Linked DNA regions of Mus musculus: region 2 is linked to region 1. Evidence: chromatin contacts called from public promoter capture Hi-C data. All regions are on one chromosome and are shown on one strand. The core of a region is the stretch at or near the end of the contact, and the rest is flanking DNA. Distances in the headings are between cores, read along the strand shown. Region 1 holds the start of Abhd11 (abhydrolase domain containing 11). Region 2 holds the start of Ccl26 (chemokine (C-C motif) ligand 26).

What was found. Promoter capture Hi-C pulls out the DNA fragments that hold promoters and counts their contacts.
Region 2: a promoter capture Hi-C map of pre-B cells shows a contact between it and region 1, with 2.5 times the contacts expected there. The contact joins the promoter of Ccl26 here to the promoter of Abhd11 in region 1. A contact is called at or near these places in 2 of 39 promoter capture datasets (hippocampal neurons and pre-B cells) and 1 of 115 datasets of contacts at active chromatin or transcription factors (pancreatic cancer cells).

Annotation. Positions count from the first base shown.
Region 1 is chr5:135,007,779-135,010,672 of GRCm38.p6, reverse strand. It overlaps Abhd11 (abhydrolase domain containing 11), which reads right to left and starts at 1,374. Exons shown (of 6, transcript NM_145215.2): 1 at 834-1,374; 2 at 556-691. The coding sequence starts at 961.
Region 2 is chr5:135,562,026-135,564,919 of GRCm38.p6, reverse strand. It overlaps Ccl26 (chemokine (C-C motif) ligand 26), which reads left to right and starts at 1,351. Exons shown (of 3, transcript NM_001013412.2): 1 at 1,351-1,420; 2 at 1,509-1,623. The coding sequence starts at 1,351.

The DNA of each region.
Region 1 (2,894 bases), core at 125-2,624:
ACACATGTATGCATGTGCGCAAGTTATATCTTCGCAAGCACGTGCCATGGTGTACATGTGGAGATCAAATGAGAACTTCAGGTGCCAAGGAGAGAGGGCATGCAGACCAAAGGAGGATCAGAGTAGTCAGGGAGCAAATGGCTTAAATGGCTGGGTTAACAGGAAAGAGACGCTGGGGGACGGGAAGCCTCTGGACTGGAAAGGTTTATAGTAAGGGGTCGGGGGTAACAAGAGCAGAGAGCTGCCACTCGTACTGAGTAAGCCAGGAGGCTAGAGTGTGCTTTGGCATGCTAGTAGGTGCCACAAAATTGTCCCAAGTTTCTTTGGGACCTGACAAAGAGACCTGTTATGTCTCAGTAACATAAATGGACTAACTGTGGGGCATCTTACAGGACCAGGCCTCTTCATAGATGTTTTACGGTTTACTGGGCACTGAAACTTTCCATTTTCAGGTCACCAAGAGCCCAGACCTGAGTGATTGAAACTAGGTCCACTGCCCTCAGCCTTACCCCTTAGCCCCCGCCCACCCATGCACCGCCCCATCCGGAAGCTCACCCTCCGGCCAGTCCTCTGAACCATTGCCTTGGCGAGGGAGTTGAAGTTGGTTTTGCTGCCGAAGAGCCCATGCAAAAAGACGATGGCTGGGAGTGTCGCGTCTCCATCTAGAAGATTATAAGACAGCGGCAGCGGCCTGGAAGGTGGGGGCCACCATGGAGTAAGGGGGAGGAGAGAGTGAAAGAAAAAAGGGGCGAGGCCAAAGGAGAGGCGGGGCCAGCTAAGCCGCGTGCGAAGTGGACCAGTGGAGAACAACCCTCCCAGTGCCCTTGGCTGACCTCAGATCGGCGTTTTCTTGGCCACTACTGCGGCTGCTACAGAACGTGACAGGAACCGCCAAACGCCTGGGAGAGGAGGCACCGAGTACCCCACGGGGGACCCTCCACGCTCGCGCCCAGCGGAGCATGCCCACAGCCCGCAAAGTGTGCTTCCTAGGGCTGTCCTGCGCACGCTCCGCCTTTCAGAGCCCTGTCTATTCCAACTAGGGCTCCGCCTTTTCCCCCGCCCCCCCCCCATCGAGGCGCCACTTTAGGCCACGTGGTCTAATGTATTCCCGGAGTCAGTTCAGCCCCCTCCCAAAGCAGAAGCTTCTTGGACGCAGCCGCTAGACGACCCCAGCCCTTGCACGTTACACATTTCCTGCAGCCACTTTGAGCCTGGTCTGTAGGACTAGCTGGCTTGGTAACAGGCTGGGCGTAGCCATACAGCGCTAGCCCTGCCCCCTTGCGCCACTACGCAATTCCTACAGACGCTGTGAGCCGCTTAGAGACCAGTTCCCGACCAGGACCAGGGAAGCGCTACGTGGGACTGGTCCCTCCTCTGGGACAATATACAATCCCCTTTAGATCTGTGAGCCCCTGCCACGCCCTGGACGGGGTCACCAACTGGCTTGTTCTTCGCACCGTCACTCAACCGTCGTAGCCACTGCCAGGCACCCGGACGTAGGCTTCTTAGCCACACCTTGCGGAGCCACCGGGGACTCTGGGACCGCCTCCTGCATCATTACGTAATTCCCACTTTGCATGCATCTGCGAGTTCAGTTCCTTGGCCACGCCCTATCGTAGGCGGGGCTGTAAGAGGCCCTTGCACGGTTTCGCAACATTTTAAACTGCTCTAGCTCCCGGAATTGGACTCCTTGACCACGCCTTGGGCGGAGCTACCCGATTGTGGCACCGGCTTTTGCGCCATTACGTAATCCTGCCGGGTTCTGTGCACACTTCCCTGAACCCCTTGACAACGTCGTAGGCCACGCCTCTTCTTTTAAGAGCTTCTTAGTCTTCTAGTGTTTCCCTACTGGCGATCAGAGGTCCTCAGTTCGAGGCGCAAGTGTGGGGCGTGTCCCTAGCAAACTGAGAAGTCCTTTCTCGGCTGGCGAGCGGACCCCACCTGGCCTGCTCCTCTGTCCTCAGGCACCGCCCTGGGTGGGTACCATGCTCTCTGTGCCTCCGGCATGGTCAGGAGGCGCCAGGAGTGATTCTTGTTCCAGCTCCCGCCAGCTCTCTGGCGCCTTGCTCCGTAGTTGGGAGCCCTGTCAGGCTCCCCAGAGCACGAGTGCTTTGTCTCTCTGTCTCCTCACAGGAAACACCTAGGAGGAAGGGGCTTTCGCTCGATCTCCTCACTTAATCGATTAACTGAGGTGCAGAAAGGGCAAAGGATTGGGCCAACAGGCAGAACCAGAGTCTTAGTCCAGTCTTCCGTTCCTGGTCCAGGTCAATTTGAAAAACCAGGATTAAACCCTTAGCCAGGGATTTGTACTGTAGTTACCTGCACTGAATAGAGATGGCTCCGGGCCAGGTGTAGTGGCTACAATTTTAATCCCACACATTGGTGGCAGAGGCAAGCGGTTCTCTATGAGTTCAAGGCCAGCCTTGTATATAAGAGTCCAAGAACATCTAGAAATGCATAGAAAAACTCTGTCTCAAAAAAGAAAAAAGGAAGGAAGAAAGAGCCCTCATTAACAACCCGCCATTAGCAGAGAGTGGCAACCCTCTGCCCAGACTGCACCGCATTCTGCACCCATTTCCCCCAGAAAGCCTGCCCCCTGCTGTCTCCCCTCATAGTCTAGGGAAAGTCCCCGCAGCCCTCTTCTGCTGCGGTCCATCCTTTAGCAGTTCCGGAGCTGGTTTGGTCATAGCAAACACATCTGCTGGGGCGCCTTCAGGACTCCTTGTTACTGAAGTAGCACTTCAAACCCTCCAGAGTCCTTCCCAGCATCCTCAGCCGGGCACCAAGCCTCTGGCTCTTAGGTCCCTTTTGTTCTTTGTCAGCGCTGGTGGCCTTCGGTGCCACTAGTTGCCTAGACACACACACACACACACACACACACACACACACAGATT
Region 2 (2,894 bases), core at 102-2,601, 550 kb before region 1:
GGACAAATGAGCTAGTCTATTCCAGTCTCGTGACCATGACAACAGAAGAATTTTAGAAGGGTATCCATGGTAGCAGAAGTTCAAATGGCTAGCCAGACCTTGAGAAGCACCCCAGATGGAAGGGGGGTTCTGGATCGTCCATACAAATGTAACCAGATCCCAGCCAGCAACCTGGAGGGTATGGAGCAGAGACTTTAACCATAGGAGAAGCGGGCAGCTGAACAGGACCCAGAGGGGTTGAGATGAAGGATATGCTGGAGTGCGAGGCTCTGGGTTGGATCTCCTCCACCAAGACAGGAGAATGAAAGTCTTGGACAGAGCACTGTGCACGCATACTGAGAAGGTAGATTACAGCAGAAGCCTGATTATGGACACACCCCTTACATGGAGGGATCCTGGTGTTTCATAAAAGAAAGTCAACAATGACTAACCATGGAGGAAGACAGTCCTAGACAGAGCCATAGTGAAACACTGGACTCTGGGCACACGTGTAACCCTAGTTCTTGGGAGGGAGAAGCAGGGAGATTGCCGTTTAAAAGTCACCCTGAAAGGCAATGAGATCCTAGCTCAAAAATTCAAAGGCTGTACTGGAGAGATGGCTCAGCAGGCAACGGCACCTGCAGCCAAGCCAGATGACCCGAGTTCAATTTCCAAGACTCACAGGATGGGAAGAGAGAATAGACTCTTCAAATTGTCCTCTGACGCGTGCGCGCGCGCGCACACACACACACACACACACACACACACACACAGTCCTTACGCATGCTCACACATGCTGACCCCCCCAACCCCGACAACAAACACATAAATAAGTTATTTTTCAAATCAAATGCAGGGATGTGGTTTAGTGATAGAATGCTTGCCTAGAATTTGTCAGGGATGGACTGGGGCAGGGGTACAGTTACCCATCTAGCCCAGTAAGAGGCTGGTTAGCATGGCTCAATAACAGAGCACAGACTGAGCACCAGGCATCAGTGCATCTCTCTCTGCTTCCTGACTGGATGCAATGACATCAGCCGCCGCATACTTTGCCGCTGTGGACTTCTTATCATGAACTGTGCCCTCAAACCATGAGCCAAGACAGTCCCCTCTCTGTAAACTGCCTTTGTCAGCTGTTTCATTATGACAACAGGGAAAGTAATACAGAAACCGTCTATAAAATATAGGACATGAGCCAGGTGATGGTGGCACACACCTTTAATCCCAGCACTCAGGAAGCGCTTCATGTCCTCCTCTGACCTCTGCCTACTCATGCCCTCATGCACTCACAGAGTCATGCACCACACACAGACACACACACACACACACAGACACACAACTACTTTGTTTTCAACCTTAAGTTTCTCTAGAATGTTCTTCGATTTGGGTCTCCTTGTTCTCCTGGCCATCTTCCTCAGTGTCCAGCTTGGTGTTGCCACATGTATGTAGCTGGTTCTCCTTCCCCTTCCCCCTGAAGCTCCTCCTGTCTGACAAGACCATCCCACGGCCCTTCCTCTGCCTGTTTTTAGGTGGGAGCAGCATCGCTATGTCCTGCTGCCCTAATTTCAGCTACTATGTGATCCCATGGAGCTGGGTGTACAGCTATAAGTTCACCGACAAGAGCTGCACCAGTGACGGTGTGATGTGAGTGTTTCTCAGTCCAGCTTCATCGGCCACATCATTGAGCAAGGGACTGGTGGGTTGATGCCCTCAGTGACAGACTGGGCCTCAAGATGGGAATCTGGAAAGAGGGTATCTGTTTTACTGCTGGTCTCTAGGATAAAATGCATTGATGAAAGGATCATAAGGGAGAAATTCCAGGTTATAGTCTGTTCTAGTTTGCTTCCTGTTACTATGGTAAATACTATGCCCAAAAGCAACTTGAGGAGGAGAAGGTTATTTTGGGTCGCACTCCATCACTGAGGGAAGTCAGATCTCAAGGCAAAATTGGAAGAAGAGAACATTAAAGGATGCTGCTTACTGGGTTTGATCCTGTAGCATGGGCTCTGCTAGCATTCTTGTATAGTTCAGGCCTAGGGATGGTGCTGCCTAGAGTTGGCTGGGCCCGCCCACATCAATCATCAATGAAGACAAGTCTTCAGAGACATGGCCACGGGCCAGTCTTATTGAGGCAATTCTTTGAGGTTTTTTCAGATGACCCCAGTCTAGGTCTATATTGACAGCTAAGAAGACACAATCCACCATTGCTGGGGGAAGTCAACGTAGCAAGATCTTGAAGCAGCTAGTCATATTATATTCACAGTCAAGAGCACAGAACAATGAATTGATTCACTGCAATACAGCTCAGCTTGATTTCTCTACTCTTAGTTCAGAGTTCCCTACCTAAAGAATGGTGACGCTCATGGTGGGCAAGTCCACTTCAATTAATATACTCAAAATAGCCCTCACAGACATGTCCACAGGCCAACTGAATCTAGACAATTTTTTATCAAGATATCCTTTCCAGATTATTTTAGTTTTTTAAGTTTACAATTAAAAGTAACCACCACAGTAGGTAAGAGCCCAGTCTCTGCACAAATACATGTGCCTTTGGGGTAGTTAAGACTCTGACTTTCAAACTATATAGCAGGCCCTGCTCTAAAAGCTGGGTATAAAATTAAGAGTGCAGCCAAGTGGTGATGGCACACACCTTTAATCCCAGCACTTGGGAGGCAGATGCAGGCAAATCTCGAGTTCGAGGCCAGTCTACTAACCTAGTTCCATAACAGCCACTGGTACAATGAGAAACCCTGTCTTGATTAAATAATAATAATATTAATAATAATACCAAGAGCTGAATATGTTGGTGCAAACCTGTAACCCCTGTAGTCAACAGGCTGAGGTGGAGAATCATGAGTTTGAGGCTTGACATGGCTACATGGTAAGACCTTGATTTAATAAAAAGAAGCATGGTA